Regions from separate parts of the Mus musculus genome. Here regions 2 and 3 are each linked to region 1. Evidence: chromatin contacts called from public promoter capture Hi-C data. All regions are on one chromosome and are shown on one strand. The core of a region is the stretch at or near the end of the contact, and the rest is flanking DNA. Distances in the headings are between cores, read along the strand shown. Region 1 holds the start of Zfr (zinc finger RNA binding protein). Region 2 has its middle 8.7 kb from the start of Gm41274. Region 3 has its middle 24 kb from the start of Tars.

What was found. Promoter capture Hi-C pulls out the DNA fragments that hold promoters and counts their contacts.
Region 2: a contact with region 1 is called in a promoter capture Hi-C map of pre-B cells, with 6 times the contacts expected there. The contact joins the enhancer-like site here to the promoter of Zfr in region 1. A contact is called at or near these places in 6 of 39 promoter capture datasets (3T3-L1-derived adipocytes, the HPC-7 cell line, cranial neural crest and 3 more), 2 of 484 Hi-C or Micro-C datasets (CD4 T cells and pre-B cells) and 3 of 115 datasets of contacts at active chromatin or transcription factors (embryonic limb bud, epiblast stem cells and forebrain).
Region 3: a contact with region 1 is called in a promoter capture Hi-C map of cranial neural crest. The contact joins the enhancer-like site here to the promoter of Zfr in region 1. A contact is called at or near these places in 2 of 39 promoter capture datasets (cranial neural crest and pre-B cells), 1 of 484 Hi-C or Micro-C datasets (cortical neurons) and 1 of 9 other capture datasets (embryonic stem cells).

What each region holds. Positions count from the first base shown.
Region 1 is chr15:12,115,724-12,120,560 of GRCm38.p6, forward strand. It overlaps Zfr (zinc finger RNA binding protein), which reads left to right and starts at 2,128. Exons shown (of 20, transcript NM_011767.2): 1 at 2,128-2,224; 2 at 2,516-2,615. The coding sequence starts at 2,188.
Region 2 is chr15:12,787,431-12,792,312 of GRCm38.p6, forward strand. No RefSeq gene overlaps it. Among named protein-coding and RNA genes, the nearest start is that of Gm41274, 8.7 kb to the right of the region's middle. Within about 2 kb of position 2,336, at least 24 of the 459 cell types and tissues checked have an H3K27ac peak or open chromatin away from gene starts, as enhancers often do.
Region 3 is chr15:11,420,974-11,425,515 of GRCm38.p6, forward strand. No RefSeq gene overlaps it. Among named protein-coding and RNA genes, the nearest start is that of Tars, 24 kb to the left of the region's middle. Within about 2 kb of position 1,413, at least 5 of the 459 cell types and tissues checked have an H3K27ac peak or open chromatin away from gene starts, as enhancers often do.

The DNA of each region.
Region 1 (4,837 bases), core at 878-3,377:
AGTGTAAGTTATCAACACTGTAACTCTATCCTCTCAAGACAAGCAGCCAAACAGAAAGCCAGCCCTTAACAGAAATCAACAATTGCCACCCGACTCTTCTCCTCCCATTTAATGCAAATAGCTTACTAGTGGTGAGGCTTATGGAAGCAGCTGGCTGCTTAGCTAGCCTAGAGACTTCATTGTTCCGTGAAGTTCAAGGCAAGTCACCTTTTCAACACAGTTCTAATGCCCCATATGTAGGAGATTTTTTTCCCCCTTAGCAACACAATTGGGAACCATCAGTGTTCTCGAAAACAATGACACTGATTTTCCCCCAAAGCCCTACATTTTCCCTTTGAAATGAGAAAAAAGACAAACCAGGCAGGTTCTCAGAACCTGTACTGTTGTAGGAGGTGTGGGGGTTGACGCCAGTGGGGACTGAGGCAATGTTTGCCTTAGGTAGACTAAAGCGCTGATTTCCACGGGTGAGTTCTGATTCACTCTGACTGTTTTAAGGCTCATCAGACTTAAGAGATAAGCAGCAGGGGGCTGCTGGATGGCCACGAGGCAGGTGAGAGGTGAGGTGCAGCGCTTCCTAGGCCTTGGTGGAGGCAGGGTAAGAGCAAGACGACAGAAATCAGTCCAGGAGTGGCTGGGAGAGGGGATGGAAGGGGAGGGAGAGCCCAGCGGAAGCAGTATAGTGAGTGCCAGGTCTCCAGGTCAGCCAGCAAGACCCTAACTAAAGGAGAAAGAGAGAGAGAGAAGAGAGAGAGAGAGAGAGAGAGAGAGAGAGAGAGAGAGAACGATCGCTAGCTCAGGTCATCTCAGCTCCATCCCTAGCAGTAGAAAAGAAATGGGCGGGGGGGGGGGGGGTGGAGGTGGGGGAGGTGTGACTGAAAATGGCCTGAGACAATACAGAGATAACACTAAAGCATCTGTAATGAAGACACAGTTGCATGCAGTAAAGAACTATTTATAAAGTATTGATCCTGACCCAGGGAGACCTGGCACTCTTTTGAAGCTCAGGTAAGGAGTGAATAGGTGGGTAGTTTCTATTTTGAAACACTGTCTCCCTCTGTAGTGTAGGCAGGTCTAGAACTCTGGGAAATCCTCCTGTCTCAGCCTCTCCAATGATGGGATTTATAGGTGTATGCCCCTCTACCCAGGAAATCTAAGACTCTCACAAAGACATTTGAACTGGTCATCCCCGCACTCAGTTCTAGCCAGAGTGACTTCCTTGATACTCTATAGACTTCTCCACTGCCCTTCCTCCAGGTAGCTACCTGGGTGGTTTTCTTGCTTCTGTCAGGTCTCTATTCCAGGGCTTGCCCTAACCGCCCGAACTCCCCTTATCTTCATTGTCCTGTTTTTATTCCTAATACTCCAGTCCCACCCACCACATTTTCTATGTTTTTGGCTCTAGTGTGTCATAAGACTTCCCAGAACAAAAATTCCATGTGAACAGGGATTTTGTTTTGCTCCTACAACATGTCACGTTTCGTTTCTGGCATCTACAACGCCCAACACCTTGTTGGGGGCCGCCAACATGACCCTGAAAGGCTCCTTGTCTGTGAGGTGGGGCGGGGTCTTGGCAAAATGTGTGACCCCTGTGACAGGCAGGGTTCTGGGCAGATGCTTGGTGCAGCACTTCCTCTGCTCTTTTCCCCCCCATCGTTGTCTCCTCCCCTTTCCAAAGGCCAGTGACAAGCAACAGGAATTAGGCCAGCTCAAATGTTAATGGAAATTAAAGGAGAGAGGAGGGCTGAAAGAGAGAACAAACGCAGCCGCAAAAGTAAAGGAAACCGGTGAAAAAGTAAGGCGGCGAAAAGGCCAACAGACGTCACGCTATCTGGTCACGCTGCCCGACTCCCCCGCGGCCGAGCGAGGCGCTCTTCCTCCGCCTTGTAGCCTCCCTGCAGCGGGTGCGAGTCACCATCGCTTAGGATAAGGCCGGGCCCGTAGTCCCACGAGAGAACCCCACATCCGCACCCCAGAAATCCGCTCCTCGGGGGGCCCTGCGCCAGCCCCCGGGTGGGGGGTGGGGGGGTTGGCGCGGGGCGTAAGGACTACATCTCCCAGGATGCATCGCACTAGCGCGCTTGCGCGGTGCGGCCGGCGGCGGCGGTCTGTTCTCCGCTGAGGAGGAGTGGGGCAGAGGAGGGAGGCAGCGGGTGAGAGTTCAGAGTTCAGCAGCAGCAGCCCGAGCCCATGATTCCCATATGCCCTGTAGTTTCTTTCACCTATGGTGAGTCTAAATGTGGCCCGTGGAGGCCTCTGCCATGCCCTGCCCCGGCCCTGGGCGGCGGGTAGGCGCGGGGGTTGGGGCCAGCTCCGGGGAGGAGGCGGCGGCCGCCACCCGGGCGTGCGAGTGAGTGAGGGAGTGCGGGGAGGGAGGCGGACGGCGGCGCGGCCGCGGTCCCCGCCGGCCAGGGCGGCTTCTCACGGCCCCTTTTCTCTCCCTTGCCATCCCTCGGCACCCCGACCCCTTGACGGCTGCCCTCCCGCCATGGGACCTGACTCTCCGTGCCCGCCGCAGTGCCCAGCCGGCTGGGGGAAGATGCCAAAATGGCGACCGGCAACTACTTTGGATTCACCCACAGCGGGGCGGCGGCGGCGGCGGCTGCGGCCCAGTATAGGTAACGGCTCCCCGCCTTCTCCCTTTTTCCTCTTCCCTCCGCGCCCCGCGGTCCGGCTCCCGCCGACGCTCCGGCCCCGCGGCCGCATCCGCCCCCGCCCCCGCCGCACCGCCCCGAGAGCCCGGGTCCCCGCGGCAGGCGCGGCCGGGAGCCCCCCGCACCCTCCCCACACCCGCCCTTCCCTGCCGTGTCGCACTCGGCCTCCGGCTCCGGCGGACAGCGGCCCCCGGAGGGGCCGAGACGGGGGAGGGATGACTGCGGAGGGGTTGGGGACGTGGAGGGCCTTGGACGGCCCCGGAGGTAAAATGGCCTCCCGCGGCCTTGGAGCGGAGCCGAGCCGCCCGCTGCGGCCCCTCGGCTTCCCGGGTCCCCGCCTCCACCCTGTCACCCCCCCACCTCTTATCTTCCCTTTGGCTCGGGGAATGGAGAGAGAGTGAGCCGAGGGGCCTCGCGCGGAGTGCGGAGTCAGCGGCCTCTACCGCGACGCCCCCGGAGCCCAGATCACACAGCAGGTCTTTGTCGGTACCTTCCCTTGGCCCTGGGTCCCCGACGCCACCAACCACCCCCCTGCCCCCAGCCCCTCAGATTAACTGCCACTTTGCCAGCGTCATCGCCTCCATCTCATTCCCTTTGGGTTTTCTTGCTCGCGGAGATGTTAATATGCCAACCACCTGTGAATCGTTTAGCTGTTAGACCGAAAAAGATGTGCGAAGTTCCTAGGGTAGATGATGCGTGTGTAGCCTTTGGAGCCATTGAGGACGGCTCCAAGTGGACCGGTGGTTCTCCTTTGAGGTCTTCCCCCCTGCCCCTCGCCCCGCCCGGGGAAAAAGAAAATGCCAGTGACTGTATACCGAGTAGTTGTGGTGCCTGGGATGAATCCTCTACCTCCAGATAGCTGTCATTGCTAAAGTAGCTGTAATTCCTTATACATCTTATCGCAGAAACAAGAGGCAAAACCCTGTATTTATTGGACCGTCATGAATCAGAGTAAGACAGCTAGTCGCTTGGTTCATGCAGTAAGCATACAGTTTTATGTGTGCCTTAGCATATTTAGGATCATGGTTAAATTCAGATAGCTTTTTCATCCCATTTACCTTAGGAGAGTCATGTATTTAAAAGAGGCTCATTGGAAAACAAAATTTTAGTAACAGTATCTTTGTGATTTTTTATGACATTTGGGACATATTTTTTGAGTTTCCTCTGTAAAATGGGATACTGGCTAATAATTGGGGGCTGAAAATTCTAAAGGAAAAAAAAGTTACTTCATTTTAGGGAATCCTATGATACAATTTACTACAAGAGATACTGTTTTACATATTACTGACAAAGAAAAAAAAATCTATCAATCAAATAGATGAAATGCCCCCATTTTTTAAAAAAGGTGTTAAAATTGTAAATTATTATATTACTGACATAGGTATTTTACTGATTGTTGAAAGCCTCAATCTTAAGGTGGTGGCTTAAAAGTCTCTTCAGGCCAGTGCTGAGAAAAATGACTGAAATTATATCTTCAGAGCAAAATCATGGGACATTTCAGACATTAACATGTTATTTGTTTTACAGACTTAGATGTGAAACAAGCAAAGTCTTGTGAAGGGAGAAAACATAGTCAAACAAAATAATTTCTTTTTTCTTAGGAAATGGCCTCTGTGCCCATAAAATCTATTGCTAATGAGTAACATGTGTTCTAGAAAATGCTGTGTTTAACCATTAAATTTTTCTGTTCATTTTGTACAATATTTTTCTGTTTTTTTAGCATTCAATGAATGACAGATTTGCATTTTAACTATTTAGGTACTGAAAATTGGGAGCAGGAGTGTTTGGAGTTTTTAAAGGTTTTTTTTTTTTTTTTTTCCCCCAAAATGCAGGGCTATAGATTTTAAAATTATTTCAATCCAATCAGTATTTTAAGAATGTTGAATACCAGCTTAAGTAAGCTTGGTAAATCCTGGTTCTAGAGAGATGGCTCAGTGGTTAAGAGCACTGACCTCCTCTTCCTAGAGGTCCTGAGCTCAATTCCCAGCAAGCACATAGTGGCTCACAACCATCTGTAATGGGATCCAGTGCCCTCTTCTGCTGTGGCAGTGACAGCTACAGTGGACTCAGAGAAGTAAAATAAGTCTTTTTTTTTTTTAAGTAGATTTTTTAAAACTGCATGTATCACCAGAACTAATTATGTCTTTTTACAGAGGCATAAGTGAAAATCACTGGTATTTAAACAC
Region 2 (4,882 bases), core at 1,086-3,585, 670 kb after region 1:
GGCTGGGGCTGAACTCACCTGGCTCTCAGGCCGGGCCCGGCTTCTCTTTTTCATGTGGCCTTTTATCTGGGACTTCAACATGGCATGGCGTTCTCAAGCCAGGCAGCAGCATGCCAAGAGATTGAAGACAGAAATGATGTCACTTCAAGCTCTGGGACCAGCAAAACTCACCTCTGTCACATCCTGTTAAATAAAGCGAATAGCAAAGCCAGCCCAGAGCCCGGGCTCTTCCTCTTGGTTTTCCTTTCTTTGAGAAAAGGGTCTCAGGTAGAGCTCAGGCTGCCCTTGAATTCACAGTCGTCCTGCCTTGGCCTCCAGAGAGCTGAGCATATAGGATTGGACACCCGCCTGTCTAGACTGCTTAATGGAGTCGCAGAGAGACTGTAGCCGTACCAAACCCACTTCGTAAAGTTACACTGTGCTCCTAGATAGAAGGTTCAATATCACAAAGATTTCCACTCCTTCCAATAAATCTAGAAAGCCAAAGTCAACCAAAATCTCAACAGAGTGGTTTAGGCCATGGGAGAAGATATTTCATAGACTCCATACAGAACTGCAAAGGACTCAGACTCACCAACACCATCTTGAGGAAGGACAGCTGCAAACACCAGTCCTTACAGGACCCAAGTGATTATTTTTGGATAAAACTATAATAAACAGTAATTAACTAAGGGATAAATAATCAAGGTTTTCTTTTTTTAAATAAAATATCTAAATCATGATTTACATAATTTTAGGAAGGTTACAGAGAGTGGAGAACACTCATATGCATCTTATGAACTTTTTCCTTTAGTCTGGCACAACTGTGACGATTAATGAAGTAATAGTAAATGTTATTGTTACCTTTGCTATGCTGCACATGCTTGCACATGCTTGCACATGCTAGGCATGTGCTCCACCACTGAGCTATAGCTCCAACCCAGAATAAAAGTCTCATGAAAGGAGAAGCCCATGATGAGAACGTGGAGTCCAGTGTGAGGGCTCATGCCTGAACACTTCCTCTTGGAAGGCTGAGGCAGAGGGATTGCCACACGTTTAATACTGGCCTAGAGTGAGGCTGTTTCATAGAAAAAGCAAAACCAAACAAAAATGCACAAAAATGTAGGAAAATAATGGCAGTAAAAATGTCAGGATACTGGAAAGGAGATGGAAAAGTGGCAAATGAGTTAGACCCAAGAAAACAAATTCCTGGAGCTGTCGAGATGGCTCAGTGGTTAAGAGCACTGACTGCTCTTCTGAAGATCATGAATTCAAATCCCAGCAACCACTCGGTGTGGCATCCTTTGTGTGGCACACAACCACCTGTAATGAGATCTGACGCCCTCTTCTGGTATGTCTGAACACAGCAACAGTGTGCACTTAGATATAATAATAAAATAAATCTTTAAGCCGGAGCGGAGAGAGCAAGGCTGACCACAGCCTGCAGAGGTCCTAAATTCAAATTCCCAGCAACCACATGAAGGCTCACAACTACCAGTACAACACAGCCACAGTGTACTCATATACATAAAATAAATAAATCAAGAAAGAAAGAAAGAAAGAGAGAGAGAGAAAGAAAGAATACAAATTTCCAATTGGCAGGGAACAAAGGAGAGAGGTAGCCAGCCTACCTTATTCCACAAAACTCCAAAGATTTGGAAGTTGGGCAGAAAAGACAGAAACATGCTTAACGAATTTGAATAACTAATTACTTGGTGTGGCAGCTCATGCCTATACCCGAGCCCTTGAGAAGCTGGGGTATCTGGTATTCAGGGCATCCTTGCTTACATAAGAGATCATGATGAACAAGGAAGAGAAAAGGAGAAAGGAAGGGAGAAAGGAAGGGAAGAAAAGAAAGACGGAAGAAAGGAAAACGAAAAGAGAAAGAAAAATGGGGTGGGGAATCTCTGAGAAACATTTCAGCGTCAGCATCTGAGGTGGCCACCATGAACTCGCCCTTGCGGGCGGGCATTCTGTGGATTTTACACAGCCGTGTGGGAGGAGGGATGCTGGCTCTTCTCTTCCTTTGAAGATAGTGAACAAAGCTAAGGTGGAATGGACCAGCAGGCTGCTCCTGTAAGAGGTGAGGGCTGCCGTGAGCCCTCGGACTCTGTTTCTCTTAGTTCAGCATTTGTATAAATACTTTGGCTGCTTATAGGCACCACGTGGGCCGTTGGCTTGGGTGAGTAATAAAAGCTGTCCCATACCCCCAGAGAGTCCTCTCAGTTCTTTCTTTGCTGTCTGAAAATAGAACCCCACCCCCCACCCCCAGGCTTTCAAGGCCGTGTGTTTGCATAAGGGCTGTTACAGACTCGCCTCTGCTCTACAACCACAAACCTAGTTTGGTTTGGGTCACAGGAGTGACCTCCTCTTGGAAACAAAGGAGTTAAGCGAGCTGGCGAGCTGGGCGCAGCAGCATAGAGCAACTTAGCTTTCTAATTCCCCGGATTCTAGAACACTAGAAGCCAGGGCTGCACCTCCTGGAACAGAGCAGAATTCATCTTTAGAAATTTAGATCAGTTCAAAGGAAAGGATGAAAATTTTAAGTGGGTATTCTTTTCATTGTATATACATTATACTTCAGAAAGTAAATGTTTCATTTTGTTTTACATTTATTTGTGTAAGTGTGTGTGCATGTGCGTGCGTGCACGCGTGCCAAGGGAGGTCAGAGAACTACTCAAAGAAATTGATTATTTCCTTCTACAATGAGGATCCCAGAGATCAAACCTGGGTCTACAGGCTTAGACACCTTTACTCAATGACCCAAACCAAACTAGGTTTGTGGCTGTTTGTTTATTTTTAACAAAGAAACCCACAGAAAGATCTCATGATGGAGAGAAGAAAAAAAATCAGAAAAAAAAAGAACCATTACTATTTTCAGAGAAGTAGGGGAGAATATTGTATCTATAAAACAAAACAAGATGGTAGTTTTAGAACGAGTGTTTAATAGCCGGAGAGATGACTCCAATAGTTAAGAGCACTTGCTACTTTTCCAGAGACCCTGAGTTCAGTTCCCAGCACCCACGTGGGGTAGCTTACTACTGCCCGTAACTCCAGGGGATCTGACATCCTCTTCTCATCTTGTCAAGCACTTTCACAATGGGAATTAACTTAGGGCAATGTGATGGTTTATGTATGCTTGCCTTGGGGAGTGGCACTACTAGGAAGGGTAGCCTTGTTGGAGTAGGTGTGTCACTGTGGGTATGGGCTTTAATAACCTTGTCCTAGTTGCCTGGAAGCCAGTATTCTGCTAGCAGCCTTCTGATGAAGATGTAGAACTCTCAGCTCCTCCTGCACCATGCATGCCTGGACGATGCCATGTCCCTGACTTGGTGATAATGGACAGAAGCTCTGAACCTGTAAGCCAGCCCCAATTATACGGTGTCCTTGTAAGAGTTGCTTTGGTCATGGTGTCTGTTCACTGCAGTAAAGCCCTAAGACAGACAACCAAATAATAACAATCAAAACCAAACCAAAAATCCAATTAACATCAGATTTCTCAAGTGGAAGGTAGAAAATAAAGGAGCAGTACTGGGCTGGAGAGATGGCTCAGCAGTTAAGAGCACTGACTGCTCTTCCGAAGGTCCTGAGTTCAAATCCCAGCAACTACATGGTGGCTCACAACCATCTGTAATGAGATCTGATGCCCTCTTCTGGTGAGTCTGAAGACAGTTGCAGTGTACTTATGTATAACAAATAAATAAAATCTTTGATCAGAGGCTGGATCAAGAAGGAAAAAAAAAAGATGAGTAAAAACAAAACTAAAATACAAAAGAAAGATACATAATTTCTAGATATTATAAAGCAATGAAAGCAGCATTTTTTAAAAAAATGAAGAAAAGAGAAAGACAGACAGACAGAAAAAAAAGAAGGAAATTGTTATCTTGATAAATGAGAAGAGCTAGAAATTACAAAAGGGGGCTGTTTACAAATCATATGAGTATCAATGTTTGATCCTTCATGATGTTCAAGTACACCACTTTAATTAAAATTATTATTGTTGTTCTTGCAGTTCTGGGGACAGGACCCAGGGCCTTGCAGAATACAGGGCAAATGCTCTACCAACAATTAGCCCACTAATTATTATAATTATGTTAGTGAATGCAAAGAAAAAAAATGTACAGTTGGAATTGTATAATACCAAGAAACAGGAACCTTCCAAGTTTACATTGCCACACACATTAATGTAAATAAAATTTTATTTAACCATGAGTTAATACCAGAAAGCAGAGAAGATTTGGAAAAGCCAGCCTTCACTTTGTGATATACTTTGTAAAATTCGAGTTTTCAAACTGTGATAATTAATTCATGAAAGCTCGATGGTTTCATCCCACTTTTTGAAGTGTGTTAATATTTAAAGCCGAGTCTGTGTTTGAAGCATAAAGAATTTTATCAAATTAAACAGTGGCAAATCACTCTCTTTGGAAGGAAAAAAATTACAAGTTGCCTTCAAATCCCTTCCTTATCTTTTAAAAAGTCAAAACACATTGCTTTTGGATCTCATCCTAGTTTTTATTCCAAGGGTTTGCAGACAGAAATTCTACAAAAAAAAAAAAAAAAAAACTAATCTCGTTTCTTTTTCTTTCTTTCTTTCTTTTTTCTGGGTTAACATACGTAAGCATGCATATTTGAGTATTAAGAAATCAGCAATAGTTATTTTCACATCTGACGTATGAGACCAATGCAAAGAGAGTCCCTCCCCGCTGTAGAATGACAAGAACTTGTATTCTGTCCTCCAAAGCTTTGAGAGTTGAGCCTGTGGGTCTAGACAGGCATGCACACGTGTTTATGTGCTTGCACATTGGAGTCACACAAAATAGGAAGAAGCCCCAAAGGCCAGGTGGTTGGAGCTTAAATCCTGCTTTGCACTGCAGGAAAAAAATGGAAGTGTTTCTCGGAGGAG
Region 3 (4,542 bases), core at 163-2,662, 700 kb before region 1:
TGACTTCCCAGCACCCATATGGTGGCTCACACCCACCTGTAACTCCAGTTCCATGGGAACTAACATCCTTCGGGCCTCCTCAAACCGCATGTACAATTATATACACACAGGCAAAATATTCAGGCACATAAAATATAATAAAAAAATAACCTATTTTCTTTTGTTATAGCAAAATACCAGACTCTATATACATCTAGAATGGGTGACGTAGCTCACAGCTTTTGAGCCCAGAAGCCCCAGATCAAATGGCCTGTCTGTTGAGCCTCTAATGAGCCCTGATAGCTGCAGGACAGTGGATAGACTTATGGGTGCAGCACACACAAGAGGGAGAGAGACGACAGTGAGACAGAGGGGTTAGGGAGCTATGGTGATCTTGTACCAAACACTGCTTGGAACAAGCAGTCAGTCAGAGGACTATACTTATAATTTCTTCTGACAGTGGTGAGCCAGATGGAGTTTTTTTCTATGCGAAGCTTTCTCATAGAAGTTCTACCATTTTAATTGTTCTCTTTAAAAGATAATTAATGAATTACTTCATTAATTAGTTTGTTTAAGGCAGGGTCTCTTGCTACTGCTCAGATTGGTCTGGAACTCACTGTGTAGCCCAGTAATTTTCTTCTCCTAGCTTTCCAAGTACTGGGGCTGCAGTTATGTGCCATCCCTTAACACCACCACAGTGGACAAGAGCCCTGCAGCACAGGCACGAGAAGGAAGGACTGCATCTCACATGTAGCACTGGGGAGCCTTGACTGTGTGCAGGACTTTGCAAAGCCATCGGTAAACTGAGCAAACTGATAGACAGAGGAAATATTCTATAGCACATCCTAAACTCATCAGCCTACGTGCTACTTTGTTCATTTGTCAAGATCTGAGTTCCAGAGGACACATTCTGAAAACTGATGATCTACTCTGAAGGTAATGGGAGTATGGGAGAAGGCGGACCTATGGAAATCGTTGACATACTATTAGGGAAAAAAAAGAAAAGTAATAATTCTCGTGTGACAAAATCTGCATCCCATATACAACTACTTTCATGAACCACCATGGAGCTCTTGCCCAAGGAAGTTGAGGGACTTGGTTTGGGGTCATAGTTGAGCAGGCCACTGAGTGCTGAGCAGCATTTCACTGTGGCTTCCTCCATCAGGAATTCCCTTAGCTGCAAGAATATGTAAATCAGTTTATTTACCCAGCTTGTTCCCTTTCTGTTTTTAAACGGCGACTGTATATGAAGAATAAATCCCAGTGCAACCCCTTTTCCCACTCTCATTTCTCAAGATTGGGGAATTTAATTTGTGGGCTTTTACTTTCTCCTCTTAGAGATGAAGCAATCGGGTCCGTTTTGAAAGAGGTATGGAAAGCTTCTTTAATTGTAAATAATTGTTCCATATACTTGGCAAGGGATCCTTCTCGGAATTGAGAGGTCCCCAGGTCAAAACGTGGAACTCATTCAGACATCAGAGCCTTCCCTGTCCTCTCTGGGGGGCAGAAAGCAGACACATCAGCTTGATCCAACACATGCTTTTCTTGCAACCCACCAGTTATTTATTGTTGTACGACAGACAGGCGATGAGACAAGGCAGGGACGGGGAAGGCCTGACGCCAGAGAAGAAAGCCTGAGACTCTGCAAGGAAACCTATAGAAGCAGAGGAAGTGACATCTCAAATAACCAAGGAACAGAAACAGACTTGGGTACAACATTTTATTCATTCTGCAGCATGCATGAGGGTCCCTGTTTGGGTTTTGTCATTTGTGTAGTCTCTAGGCACGGTTAGTTTTTACACCTTGAGTTTGTATAATGATGGCTTGTCATTCCCTGCTATGATTTTTATTAAACATGAGACTTTGGAGTGTTTTAGTTAGAACTAATGGATGGTTCTGGCATTTGGAGGAAGCAAAACACCAGCAGACCTGCTGCAAGAATTCAACTGTGTTGTCTATTCGCTGAGTTTGAAAAAGTGATCAAACCACCAGAAAGTTGCCAGATACAGTGGTGAATCCTGTAATCCCAGCACCTTCTGAGGCAGGAGGATCATAAATGAGTTTGGATACAGACTGAGATCTTGTCTCAAAACACAAATGAAGAACCTATAGACTGCCAGGCAGGGATGTGTTTGGAGCTTTAGAACACTCATATTGTTGAAGAAAAGTTGGAAAGTTTGGATTAATTTGCTCATTGGCTGGCTAACTCAGCCCTACTGATGGATATAAGAAAGTTTAGTGGAAAACGCTGGGTATTATTAATCTGAGAATACTCAAGCGATAATGCAGCCACCCAAACCCTCCTGAGTCTGTGCTCTCACTGGGTACCTGCTGAATGACAGAACTCAAGACCGTGGGGATTCAAAGGGATTATTCACTTCCCATAAACCTCTGCAAATTGTTCACAGCCTCCAGTTCTAGAACACGAAAGCTAATTTAGATGCATCCATCACTTGTGGGAAACTTAAATGTATCTCAATGGTGTTCAAATATCAGTATTCTCCTCTAGTGTACTTGGGTGGGGTGGGAGATGACGTGGGATTCAGATATCACGGGGATCCCATGTTAAAATCATCAGGGCTGAGGGAGGGCACAGAGGTTCAGACAGAATAACCTGGAGATTGTCTGAACATTGAGTAGAAAAGTGGTTTCAGCTTCCATTGGAGGCAACTCTTTTTTTTTTTTTTTCATTTATATACTTTTTTTAAATTAGGTATTTTCTCCATTTACATTTCCAGTGCTATCCCAAAAGTCCCCCATACACCCCCCCCACTCCCCTACCCACCCACTCCCACTTCTTGGCCTTGGCATTCCCCTGTACTGAGGCATACCAAGTTTGCACGACCAATGGGCCTCTCTTTCCACTGATGGCCAACTAGGCCATCTTCTGCTACATATGCAGCTAGAGACACGAGCTCCGTGGGGTACTAGTTAGTTCATATTGTTGTTCCACCTATAAGGTTGCAGATCCCTTTAGCTCCTTGGGTACTTTCTCTAGCTCTAGCTCCTCCATTGGGGCCCCTGTGTTCCATCCAATAACTGACTGTGAGCATCCACTTCTGTGTTTGCTAGGCCCCGGCATAGTCTCACAAGAGACAGCTATATCAGAGTCCTTTCAGCAAAATCGTGCTAGTGTATGCAATGGTGTCAGCGTTTGGAGACTGATTATGGGATGGATCGCCAGATACAGCAGTCTCTAGATGGTCCATCCTTTTGTCTCAGCTCCAAACTTTGTCTCTGTAACTCCTTGGGTGTTTTGTTCCCAATTCTAAGAAGGGGCAAAGTGTCCACACTTTGGTCTTCGTTCTTCTTGAGTTTCATGTGTTTTTCAAATTGTATCTTATATGTTGGGTATTCTAAGTTTCTGGCCTAATCCCAAGCAATTCTCCCGTTGCTTGCAAGTTTTACACCACTGTGTATCGTTAGTATATGCCTTTCTTTTACTGACTGATCCATAAACCTCTTAAAATAGTATCTTTTAAAATGGTAATTTGCCTTTTACTCTTACTTCAGGATACACCGTTAAGAACATAACACAGGCCAGAGGTTGAAATATGGTCACTGACCTGACCACCCCTGGGCATATGAGTTAAAGCCATTGGCCTCCTGTCTTTCTCAGGTCATTCCCTGGCTGCAAATGTTATTTAAGAACCAGGTCATGACAGTGTGCCTTTTGCCAAAGCACAAAGGAAGAAAATATCTGCTCTCTAACTTAATTTTCTGCAGAAAAAGAAAAAGAAAAAATTAATCAGTTCATAGGACTTCACACTTATATCTTTAAAAGACAGTCTATGTATGTATGCATGTATGCATGTATGTATATATGTATGTATGTATGTATGTGTGTGTGTGTGTATGTATATGGTTGCAGGCACCTGTGCATACACACATGAAGTCTAGAGGCCAGTGTTGGGTTGTTTCTCTCTTGCCCCCCAGAGATGGATTTCCAGGTGCGTGCTACCACACCTGGCTTTTACATGAGTTCTGGTGATACAAACAAAGGTTCTCACACTTGCAACCAAGCCTCTTCCCAAGCCTCCCCCTCCTGCTGTAACCACCCTCCCATCACATCGTGTCTGAGTGCCAGCATATGAATTTGAGCAAAGCATATATTCCAAACCCTTCCTGTCTCTCCCTCCCTGGGTTCCCTTCTTTCCCCCTCCTCATGCTTTCTCTTTCTTCTTTCTTTCTCCATATTTGTTTGTTTTCTAGTTCTTTCCTTTATAACTAAGCAATTTATTTTTATTGTTAAACTTGAATTATTTTGTCATTGTTATTTTTATTTCAATTAAAATATAATTACAATATTTCTCCCTTTTCCCCTCCCTTCACTCCTTCCATGCCTCTCTTCCCTCTAGCCCCTCACATGTCCCCTCATTTCTCAAATTCATGACATTTATCTTAGATTATTATTATTACACATATATAAACATGTAAGTATATAAATATAACTTTCTGAGACTATTTAGCATTGGTTGTGTGTATATAATTTAAATTTAATCTAGCTATCCAATGGAACCTTTAGTGATTTAATGGCATGGAGTATAAATAGTATCATGACCA